Regions from separate parts of the Sus scrofa genome. Here region 2 is linked to region 1. Evidence: chromatin contacts called from public HiChIP or PLAC-seq data. All regions are on one chromosome and are shown on one strand. Each heading gives the region's core, a stretch centred on a gene start, on an enhancer-like site or on the middle of the called end of the contact. The rest is flanking DNA. Distances are from core to core; before and after follow the strand shown.

Region 1 (5,791 bases), core at 1,187-3,686:
TGTATACATATGGGCATAACAATGTAAAAATAAATATACCTTGAAAAATATCTGAAGAAAATATACTAACCTGTCAATAATCATTGTCTTAATATGTTTGGATGATATTTCTCCCTTTGGTAATTTTTTCTTTATACTTTTCTTTCATTTTAACTTTCTAAAATGAGAGAATTTTAGCATGGGCATATGTCAAATAACTAAATTAAATCCTGTAAATTGCTAATATTTATGTTTTAGCTGAATTGTTCGTTTTTAAACTATGTTCATAAATGCACAATTAAAGAAAAAGTTTCCGGGTCAGCTGTTTTCTAGCTTCATTTGTGCCATAGTGACATTTATTGTTCACATCTCCCTCCTTTTAGTTTTATGCATTTATATTAGAGTCTTATAAACACTCCAGGTGAGTGAAGATGCTTCCCGTCTCTCTCTCTCTGTTCGATGTCCAGGAAAGTTCCTATTCTTCCCATGGAAGTGACTGCAACTCTGTTATTAACAGACCAGCAGGAGTGGCCTGGCCCTTTTCTCTCACTCACAGTGACTCATTGGGGTCCTTAGTAAAAATTCCTTTCTCTTGTCTTGTCAGCTTTCAGGAGTTTCAGAGGTTAGGTAGAAAGGATGTGAGTGACTAAACCATACTTTATAGAAATAATTGAAAGCTGGAGATTTTATATGTTTTGATTCTAGGGTAGAAGACAGGAAAAATATGCATTCAGCTTCTGGGCAGATGCAAATTCTCATAAATAACTGTGTAAAAAGATAACAGAGCTAGGTAATTAATAAGTGAATGATACAGAAGACTTGCGCCTCTTCTTTGTTTTTCATTCTTTGACTTATCTCTTATCATCTCCTTTCTCTATCATTGTGAGATTGTAAAATAATGGGAAAAAATATATATACTTAATACCAATCTATTTATTGAATCAAGTTTGTTGTCTAAAATTGTTCTATTGCATTTTTGCTTCTGTAATGCATGCATGTCATTGAGTGACAGGGAAGAGGAAGTTATTCCCATGAGATAAATCTGCATAGAAGAGTGTATAGTAATTTGTGCAAATGACTGCTAGTCATAGGACTTCTGGTCTAAAGAAAAATCCATCACTGCTGCTCTGTATAGGTATAAACAATCAAAGAGTAATTGATGTGGTTTGAAATGGAGTACTTGCATTCTTTTAACTGGATCACGCTTTTATAGGAGAATGCAGTGGCCTTTTATTGTATTAAACTCACCATATATCCCAACCTCTCATTTTATTTTATTTTTTAAGATTTTCATTTTTTCTATTATAGTTGATTTGCAATGTTCTGTCAATTTTTGCTGTAAAGCAAAGTGACCCAGTATCTCTCTCTCTGTGTGTGTGTGTGTGTTTCTCACATTATCCTCTATCATGTTCCATCACAAGTGACTGTTCTAATCAGTAGGATCTCATTGCTTATCTACTCTAATTCCAACCTCTCATTTTAAAGAGGTGTTTTTGGAAATATCAGTCAACATTCAATTCCTACGTTGTTTCAAGAAACCATACAATTTTGGCCATTAGAAACACTCCTCCATCAACTCTGTTATTCGCCAAATGGAATATATACAATGACATGACAGAACTTAACCTCACATGTTTTGCAGTTGAGCTACTTGGTGCAGCATCTTAAGAGAAAGATTATTATATGGTTTTGCATATGTGAAAATTAAGGGCTTAAAATAAAATGAGATAACTGGATATTTATTTTTCTTCTTAATTATTTATTATATAAAGTGACCTTAATTATTTATTATATAAAATGACCTCATTTTTCTACTCTGCCTTATTTTTTGATACTCTTCATTTCCTTGTAAGTTAAGGAAAAGTGATGTATGTTCATAGATCATAGTCTATGGACTTGTATCAAACAGCTGCTTTTATCAGTGGCTAGACCTGCTGAGTTACAAAGTATGAACATTGAAGGAAATTTTGTAATCCAGTAAGTACTCTTCCATAATTTTGAGAGAACCATCTTGCAGCTGCCAGGACAAATCTTGAGGGGGCATGGTGGCAGTTTTACTAATTGCATTTGGAACTCACAGAAGGATGGAAATAGTTTTTTTTTTTTTTTTTTTCCTTTTTTGAAGTTTTTCTTTCTGTATGGAAAGAGTTTGTTTTTTGTAACTTATATTATCTCCTTTTCTATAAAAATGTTTTAGTGAATGATGTAGAAAGTTATTCTTTCTGGTATTCATGCTTCATTCTGTATCCAAGCTGTGAGTACTCAGGGTCTGTGGACAGCAGAGTCATGAGGGACTAGTTGGCTGGGGGATGGCAGGGAAGGTAAGTGAGGAGTTTGGGTCAAGTCACATTCTGTGTTTGCTGTTTTAAGTTTCACATGAGTAAATTCCAGCTGCAGTGAAAAAGTGCCACTTTCATAGGGAAGGGGAAGTGGGAGGTGTCTCAGAAGGGAAGACAGAGCCTAAGCAGTGTCTGTTGCCAGCAGCCAAGCCCGGGATCCCTTTGTCCCTAAAAAAGTGTTTAGATTGGGCTGGTGGAAGTCATTCATTATATACTTCCCTGTTGCCTCATCCACCTCAGAATAGTGGTCTGGAATTGGTGCTATAATTGATATTACTCAGAGGATATTTCTTTCTTTTCTTTTTTTTTTTAAAGGAGGATAAAATAATTGAACTGGACTAGAATCACATGGGGCTCAGCTGTTGCTCTCAGCAGCAACTTATAAGGCTGGTCCTTAATTAACTTACTAATTTCTCCATCCAAATTGCACCCATTCTTTTCTCTTTCGTGCAAAAGATATCAGTACCTTTACACAAGTGGTCTCGTTGGGGTTTCCGCCTTTCTGTTTAGAGAGGGCTTTACTGAATATGATTTCAGGGACATTAGGCTGGACACTTGTGCTCTTCTCCACCCAGTCTACACACCAACTCACCAACAGAGTCCATTATTCACAGGTGTAAGGTCAGTGTGAAGTGCAAAGGACTGCGATAAAACTTTCTTGAATGTTTTTCTTACTACAAGGTCAGATGAATATGAAAGGGGAAATGGAGAGGCTACAGGTGTTTTGGGAGGTTACTGAGACTGGAGGGCTGTGGTCATTCTAAACACTATATCTATATAGTCCCAGTTTTGTTTAGATTGGACTATCAGATCTCCTTCATGGATCAGGACTGAACCATTTTAGAGGAGATTCTAATGAATGGTGAATGAGTAAGACATAATGTGACTAAGGGACCCAAAGAATAACCAGTTTCTCCATTTTAGGCTTTGGTGGCTCATGCTTATCAGTTTCTCTGTTTGGTCATTACTACTAATATTGCAGAGCCCTCTCCTACTTGGTTATCTCTTCCACAGTTACCATCTGACGAGATGTGGCTAGTTTCTGTGCTGATCTTGTGGAAGGAGGCTGTGTTGGGAACTTGGGTTTTTTCCTTCAGCTGCTGGTGGTTGAGGAGTTGTCACCCTAAAACATCTCTTTACTGCAGTAGGTATGGTTGTTCCGCATTTCCAGGAATGTGTGCTTCTTGATAACTCAGGATTGTGTGTGTGTGTAGAAAGGTGAGTTCAATTTGGTTTAATTCAAGAGCTATTTCTTACTCATCTATTATTGGTAAGACACTCTGCCAGGCATTGAGGGCGTTAAAAGTGAGGCATGGACTGTGGCTTTGAGTTAATATTAAAGTCAGGAGGGAGGGAGTTCCCGTCGTGGCTCAGAGGAAACAAATCTGACTAGTATCCATGAGGATGTAGGTTCGATCCCTGGCCACTCTCAGTGGGTTAATGACCCGGCATTGCTGTGAGCTGTGATGTAGGTCACAGACTCGGATCAGATCTCGAGTTGCTGTGGCTGTGGTGTAGCCCTACAGCTCCAATTTGACCCCTAGTCTGTTAACCTCCATCTGCTGTGGTTGTGGCTCTAAAAAGACAAAAAAATAAATTAGTAATGTCAGAAAGGAGAAGGGGGAGATAAGGTTCATAATGGAGAAGAAACAGAAGACAGCATTTTAAACACCTTAGTGTAATAAAGGAAAGGGAGATCACATCTAATGGGGAAGATATTCTGATTTTCTCAGGGCTGCTGCTTTGGCTTTGTTTTCTTCTTCTTTGGTGAGGCTTAGGTTTTTTTTTTTTTATAGAAAAAGTGAGAAACTAAAAAGGAAATATTTTAAAGTACCTGTCCTTAGTAATAAAACATGTGTGAAGGGAGCAGTTACTGGCTCTCGGCACCCCAACCCCCCTTTTTAGGGCCACACCTGCAGCATATGTAAGTTCCCAGGCTAGGGGTCAATTTGGAGCTGTAGCTGCAGGCCTTCGTCACAGCCACAGCAGTGCCAGATCTGAGCCAGGTCTGTGACCTATACCTCAGCTTGAGGCAACACTGGATCCTTAACCCACTGAGCAAGGCCAGGGATCAAACTTGAATCCTCATGGATATTAGTTGGATTCTTAACCCACTGAGCCATAACAGGAACTCCCAGATCTCTGCTTTTTAAAAGGCTGGGCCTTTATGTAAGGCTATAGAAAGAGACCTTTTAAAAATTTTAATAAATGGGATGGGCACCGTTTCTTAGCTGATTCTTAATTATTCAGGAGCTCATTAGTAGTTGGAGAATTATCTAAGTTGCCCTCTTTTTCTCCTTGCTTTCTTTCTCTTATCTGATCCTTGTATCATTTCTATATGTTAATTTCCCCATAGCTGGTAGAAAGGAAACTAAAATGTTTAATTGCAAATCTTTGGAAAGGCTAGTTGAGGGAAAGGCTGTAATGTCTGGGCAAAAATGAGAGTGGTAATTGGTAAATTGGCTATTTGTTCTGGCTCATCATCATCATTATGAATAATGACTGCTGGTAGTCAATGGCCCTGGGCCTGCTAAGTGACTTAAGATCAAGGTGTGTCTTGGACAAGAGTGAGAAGAAGGTTCTTAATGTTCATAGTTTTTCTTTATTTTGTATATTGTCCTGAGCTATGGCCTACATTATGGAATGATTTGTTAAAGTCTTTATGCTTTTCTTTTTTTTTTTTTTGATATGGTATTTAAATTTCTGAGCCTAAAATAAACTTCCTGGAAGAAAGCTAGATTAAAAATGGTTATAGCTACAGAGATAAATGCTGTGAGATGCTTCTAGAAATCTGTAAGGCAGATGTAAATGCATTTTGGCTTGATACACTTAACTCTATGCACCTCATCTAATTAGAGTTTATGGCAACTGTCATTCAGTATTAGCAGCTATAGTTAAAAGATGATTACCTTAAAATGAATGTGTTTATGGTTCCTTCTTTTACCTGAGGAAACATGTTGGTTTGCTAGCAAGTTTTTTTTTTTTTTTTTTTTTTTTTTTTTTTGGTTGGGCTCCCTTGTAGGTTGTAAATGGACAGGAAGCTGTTTCTAAGGGATTTCTTCTTCAGCTCTTTTAAAAGTAGTATGAGCAAGGGATCATATGATAAAATGTCCAGTGCATCCCTGAACCCACTTTCACCGAGTTTCATGGAAGTTTATAAATGTGCCGCTGTAGTGATGGAGTGTTCATTAGACTTGAGAAGGATGTTATTGTTCATACTTCTGACTTTGTGAAAGCAGTATTTGCACATTCACAATGCCTGGCCAGAGCAATCAAGTCAGGATGTTTCTCTTTCTTTCTCATATTGAAACACACTATTAAGATGATTGATACTATTTGAATGAATACATTCAAATGACTGCTACTTGAATTCTGACCTCTGGATAAGATTTTGTAAAGCCCATTTCTCTCTTTGTCTCATTTCTCTTATGGGTTACTTCTGTAGTTTACATACAGTCCCAAGCACCCTATGA
Region 2 (5,791 bases), core at 1,791-4,290, 160 kb after region 1:
ATATACTGAGCACATATGCTGTTGTTACTTAGTCCTCATAACAGTGCTGCAAGGCAATCATCATTATAGCTCATCTACAGATGAGGCATCTGAAATTCTGAGAGACAAAGTGAATTACCCCAAATCCTGCATCAACATATGGCAGAGGCAATCTTCGAACCCAGACCAGACTTTTAAAATGATGCTCTTCACTACTTCTCTGGAGGCTTAAATGTTTCAGTTGACAGGAAGAACAAAAATAATGATACCGAATACATGTATAATGCTCCTATTTTGAGAGCTTTGTATAAACCGACTCATTTACTCTTCCCCACAAGTCCATGAGGTCAACACTCTTGTTATCACCATGGCACCATTGAGAAAACTAAATTGCAAAGTTTCAGGTACTTGCTTATGCTCACATAGCTAGTCAGTGGTAGAGTCAGAGTGTAAGTGCAGTCATGCACGTACTATGTCCTGTACTTATGATGTTATTATCATCAGGAAAGTTCATGTGGTTTTAGGTTACATTAATACAAGCATAGTAATCTAGAACGAGGGAGGTGGTGGTAAAACCCTACCTCATGAAGGCTGCTTCAATCCCATTTTGAGTACAATGCTCCTGGATGCAGGTCCCTACAAGCTAAACTCCAGGACTGCGCTATGCAGAGATCCTGCCTGGATGTCATCTTTAAAGAGAGACATTATTAGAAAACTGACATGCATTAGAATGTTTAATCCAGAGAAGGGAAAACTGGTAGACTTTATTCAATATCTTTCTTCATGTATTTAAAGGGCTGTACCATGGAGTAGAAGTTAGACCTTGTTGGTCTGGGTCTAGGTAGCTCCGAAGAGTAGAAGTTCCAGGGAGAGAGAATGGTTTGCTCTCAACCATAGCTTTCCAAAGATGGAATGAGCTCTCCAGAAGGAAGTGTGATTCCCATCTCTGAGGTGCTAAGATAAAGGCTGGAGAAACAGATGATGGTGATTTTTTTATAGTATTAAAGCTTGGGAGAATGGTTTAGCTAAAAATAACTTTAAAGCCATTCCCAAATCTGAAACATTTGGGTGTTTCCAGGAATGCTATTTTTAAAAAAAGTTTATTTTTACTCAACATTTACTAATTACCATTGTTATCTATGTGGGCTCCAGGCCTACTGTCAAGCCATATGGATGGTTCACAAGATAAGAAATGTGCATCCTTCACATATGGTTGCTATTCACACACTGCACCATTTATATAAAAACCAGGCAGAGACAAACAAGGTGGATGAAACCTGTTGGAAGAATTTGCTTCCCAACTTCTCTCGTCTTTATTGATGGCTCCTGGCTGTTTAAAAACGAATTTAATCTACTGCATTGATTATTTTTAGTTTTACCCTATGGATAGCCATTCGATGGGGATGAACAGAATGGGAAGGAGAATTCAGTTTAGGGGTTTAGAAATTTTATGAGAGGAGGACAGAAGTGGGAAATTAGATTTTTATTGAAAATATTTTCACAATAAAAGGTCTATTTTTTTCAGAAATCTATATGATGAATTCTTTTATGTTCTTTTTTCAAAGGGATGGAGTTCCATGAGGAACTTCATAATCTGGGGGCAAAAGAAGGCTTGAAAGGAAGAAAACTCAACAAAGCAACTGAGAGCTTTGCTTGGAACATTACAGTATTGAAGGTACATGAAGCACTCAAGTGCCCCTTTGCTTTATTTTTCGGCTCCTCATCTCTCAATGTGTAGAGAAGCGTCAGTAGTTAAATATGGTGATTTGAATTTTTAATTAATGTGCGGCCTAATTAATTCATGCTCTAAGTGATGGGAGATGCATGCTGTGATTGACACAGTTTTTGCCATAATAGGACAATGAGGTTTGTAATAGAGGCAGAGGACAGCATGACCTAATTCCATTACCTAGGTGGGGGGAGTGTGTGTGTGTGTTTACTCACACTTCTGTTCAAGTCAGTATGGCTGTTCTTGTATGTGGAAAGAATAACATAAAATGTTACTGAAGAAGAATCTAACACAAAGGATTTGGAAGAGCCTTAAACTGTAGGATATCTGGAACCATTTAGGATTATTTTATTTTGAGAACAATCCCTAAATTTTGCAAAATTTTTGGAAGTCTGTGTTTTTGAGATTATAATTTGCTCTGCTGAAAATTAATTTTAGGACTTTGAAGATGCTGCTTTTCATATTTTGTTACATGAATGAATAAGTGATTCAGGCAGTTGGAATAATTTCTTCTTAGCAGTGCAATGGAGGAAAACAGCTGCAAACAAAATTAATAATTCCTGACAATTAAAGAACACTTATGATGCACCAGGTACTATGTTATAAGGTTCATATGAGTTAACATTTTCATACTTTCATTAACCCAATACTGTTAGTATTCTTATTTTACCAGTGGGAAAACTGAGACATTGAACCCTTATGTTTATTACCCAAGATCATTCAGCTAGTAAATGGTGAGGCTGGAGTTTGAACCCAGGCAGTGTGGCTCCAGAGCCTGCTCTGCAGAGAGATACTGCACATGTTTATGTGAAAGTCCTAGGTGAACTGTGAGACCTGTCACAGATATTTATTAAAAATTCAATCCCCAAATATTTGTTTAGCTTCTACTATGTACTGGGCTCTCTACTATGCATTGGGGACTCACAGAGAACAAAACTGATACAGATCTGACCTCATGAGTTAGCAGTCTAGAGGCAGGAAGTAGGATGGGGGAAAAGGCATCATTTGCTTAGGCAGAAACTGTAGTGTTAATATAAAGAGGAGCTCATTTTATAATACTTAACTACAACATGGCAGTATGAGCCCTCATACAAATGCTTTCTAGTCAGCATATATTTTTTGTGGGCTTGTTAATATGCTGATCACTGAGAAAGGAGCTAGGGACACAAATATCAAAAATGTAATACCTGAGCCTCTAGGACTAGTCTACAAGGGGAGACAGGTATATAACTAATAATAGCCACTGATTATTCAGCACTTCACAAGGTTATATGTTTCCTCCTTTCCTCTTTGCAATAACCATGTGATCTTGCAGCAACTCATGCTGACCCTGATATGACCTCCTCCATCTCACAGAGGAGGAAAGTGACGTTTAGGGAGTTTTCAGTTTCTTACCTTCAGCTAGTAGATGGCAGAATTGAGATTTTTAACTCATGCCCATGGTTCTAACCACTACCCTGTCCTCCTGCCTCCTGTTAGAATCAAGCCATGTGACCGAATCCAGGAAGCCTGGTGTGGGAGTGAGGGCACAGGCTCTGTGTGCAAATTGCCTGATAGGTGCGAGGCATTAGCCAAGTTATGTAATCTGTCTGAGGGTTATAAAAGTATCTCCACCTCTAGTTTTGTAAGAATTAAATGAAGTAATACATACAAGATATCTAAGTTACAGTGCACAAAACGACACTATATATATATATATATATTATTACTGTGTATGTGTATATATATGTATGTGTGTAATACCATATATACACACATATATGGTATTACTTTCATAAGGGTGAGGATGACCATTGGAAGAAAAGGCTTTTTTAAATTAATAATTAAAAAATTTTATTAGAGTTAATTGATAATGTTCTGTCAATTTCTGCTGTATAGCAAAGTAACCCAGTCGTACATATATATCTTCTTTTTCTCACATTATCCTCCATCATGCTCCATCATAAGTGACTAGATATAGTTCCCTGTGCTATACAGCAGGATCTCATTGCTTATCCACTCCAAATATAATAGTCTGCATCTACTAACCCCAAACTCCTAGTCCTTCCCACTCCCTACCCCCCCCTTGGTAACCACAAATCTGTTTTCTATGTCCATGAGTTAGTTTTTCTTTTTTCTATAGATAGAAACATTTGTGCCATATATTAGATTTAAGATATGTGATAAGGTATTTGTCTTTCTCTTTTTGACTTCCTTCACTTAACACGAGAGTCTCTAGTTCCATCCATGTTGCTGCAAATGGCATTATTTTGTTCTTTTTTATGGCTGAGTAGTATTCACTTTAAAAAATTTAAGATATAATTGTTTACTTCTTTGTTAACTTCTGACTTAAGCCCATTCACTCTTTTCTGAGGTTTGTTTATGTGTTTGGTTTAGTGACAGGAGATGATTACTAAATGGAGCCTAGAAAATGCTATACAAAGGACAGATCTTTGGAGATAGAATCAATCTTCTATTATTCTTTAATTTTATTAAAGTATAATTGATTATAAAAAATTAATCATGCCAATTTCTGCTATACAGCATAGTGACCCAGCATACATATATATGCATTCTTTTTCTCATACTATCTTACATCATGTTCTATCCTAAGAGATTGGACATAGTTCCCTGTGCTGTGCAGTAGGACATTATTGTCTATCCATTCTAAATATGATAGTTTGCATCTACTAACCCAAACTCCCTGTCCATCTCACTCCCTCCCCCCTCCCTCTTGGCAATCACAAGTCTGTTCTCTATGTCTGTGAGTTTTTTTTTCTGTTTAGTAGATAGGTTCATTTGTGCCATATTTTAGATTCTACATATAAGTGATATCATATGGCCATCATTAACAAGTCTGCGAATAGCAAATGCTGGAGAGGGTGTGGAGAAAAAGGAACCCTCCTTCATTGTTGGTGGGAATGTACCTTGGTACAACTACTATTGAAAACAGTAGGGAGGTTCCTCAGAAAACTAAATATAGAGCTATAGTATGATCCAGCAGTCCCACTCCTGGGCATTTATCTGCACAAAACTATAATTCAAAAAGAGAAAATATTCTATTATTTTAACTCATGTACAAGCTTCTGGTATTTCAGCTTGAGTGCAAGGAACTTAAACAAGAATAGTGAATTTTTCCAAACTTCTCATATGTCATTTCTCTCCTTCATTGCATTTAGTGGACCTGTTGCTAATTATGTGCCCTTTCCCCTAAACAAATGACCTCGTTGGAATTTGAACTTTTAGCTCAGAGACAAAGAGACCAAGCTCTTTTGGAGACTGGTTATTGCAGTGGTGCCTCTCTGAGAAGACCCTCCTCTCTAAGACTCTTCCTTCATTTCTTATATCTTAGACTCAGACTTCTTAGTTCCTGCTGTGTTCTCCAGCCCTCCTGTTGATTTTCCAAGCTCCTAAAAATGCCCCATTTCTTAAGTTTACTAGAGTCAATTTCCGTTGCTTACAACTGGTTGGATTAGTACTAACCACACTGGTAAGACATAATCACTGAAATAGTAGGATATGCCAAGACTCACCTATAAATTCTGAATTGCTTAACTGCAAAGATTTCCTTGCACACAATTTTTGCAAGGACTCCTCAATATGTAGGGGAAAGGAGTGGTGATTGACCAATATTTGTAGAATATATGAATTCATGTAGCTATATATTTAATTCCAATGTAATTTCCAACAAGCAAGGGAGGATCTAGAAAAAATGAGAAATATGCCTTTGGGGGAGTGGTAGGTTGGCAGCATGGCGTTCTGGAAAGGGTCATTGGCTTTAAAGCACGTTGCTCTGAGACTAAACAGTAAATTATTCAGTTTATGTTTTCTGCAATTCTGTGTTTTCTGCAATGATCTGATATTAATACATGACAGAGAAATTGGAGAAACATTTGCAGAGACAAAGTTGAAGAGCTTTACAATATAATGAAAATGAATTATACTTACAGAGTCCAAATTTTCCACACTAGGAACAAGGACTTAGAATCCAGTAAGGAGGCTAAACTCACAATGGTTCAGGGAACTCCCAAACATGTGTTTTTCTTTCATTCATATTTTAGCACCATGAATGGGTCCAGAGTAGGGATTGCTTAGCAGATCTGC

Evidence for each region. HiChIP or PLAC-seq counts read pairs in DNA pulled down with a chosen protein or histone mark.
Region 2: a contact with region 1 is called in an H3K27ac HiChIP or PLAC-seq map of alveolar macrophages. The contact joins two enhancer-like sites. A contact is called at or near these places in 1 of 47 Hi-C or Micro-C datasets (retroperitoneal adipose tissue) and 1 of 2 datasets of contacts at active chromatin or transcription factors (alveolar macrophages).

What each region holds. Positions count from the first base shown.
Region 1 is chr15:101,744,840-101,750,630 of Sscrofa11.1, forward strand. The region is part of intron 1 of PLCL1 (inactive phospholipase C-like protein 1); the gene reads left to right. Among named protein-coding and RNA genes, the nearest start is that of PLCL1, 120 kb to the left of the region's middle. Within about 2 kb of position 2,437, at least 1 of the 83 cell types and tissues checked has an H3K27ac peak or open chromatin away from gene starts, as enhancers often do. A contact at or near this core is called in alveolar macrophages, where this site is marked.
Region 2 is chr15:101,902,236-101,908,026 of Sscrofa11.1, forward strand. It overlaps PLCL1 (inactive phospholipase C-like protein 1), which reads left to right. Exons shown (of 9, transcript XR_002339304.1): 5 at 1,545-1,654. Among named protein-coding and RNA genes, the nearest start is that of PLCL1, 280 kb to the left of the region's middle. Within about 2 kb of position 3,041, at least 2 of the 83 cell types and tissues checked have an H3K27ac peak or open chromatin away from gene starts, as enhancers often do. A contact at or near this core is called in alveolar macrophages, where this site is marked.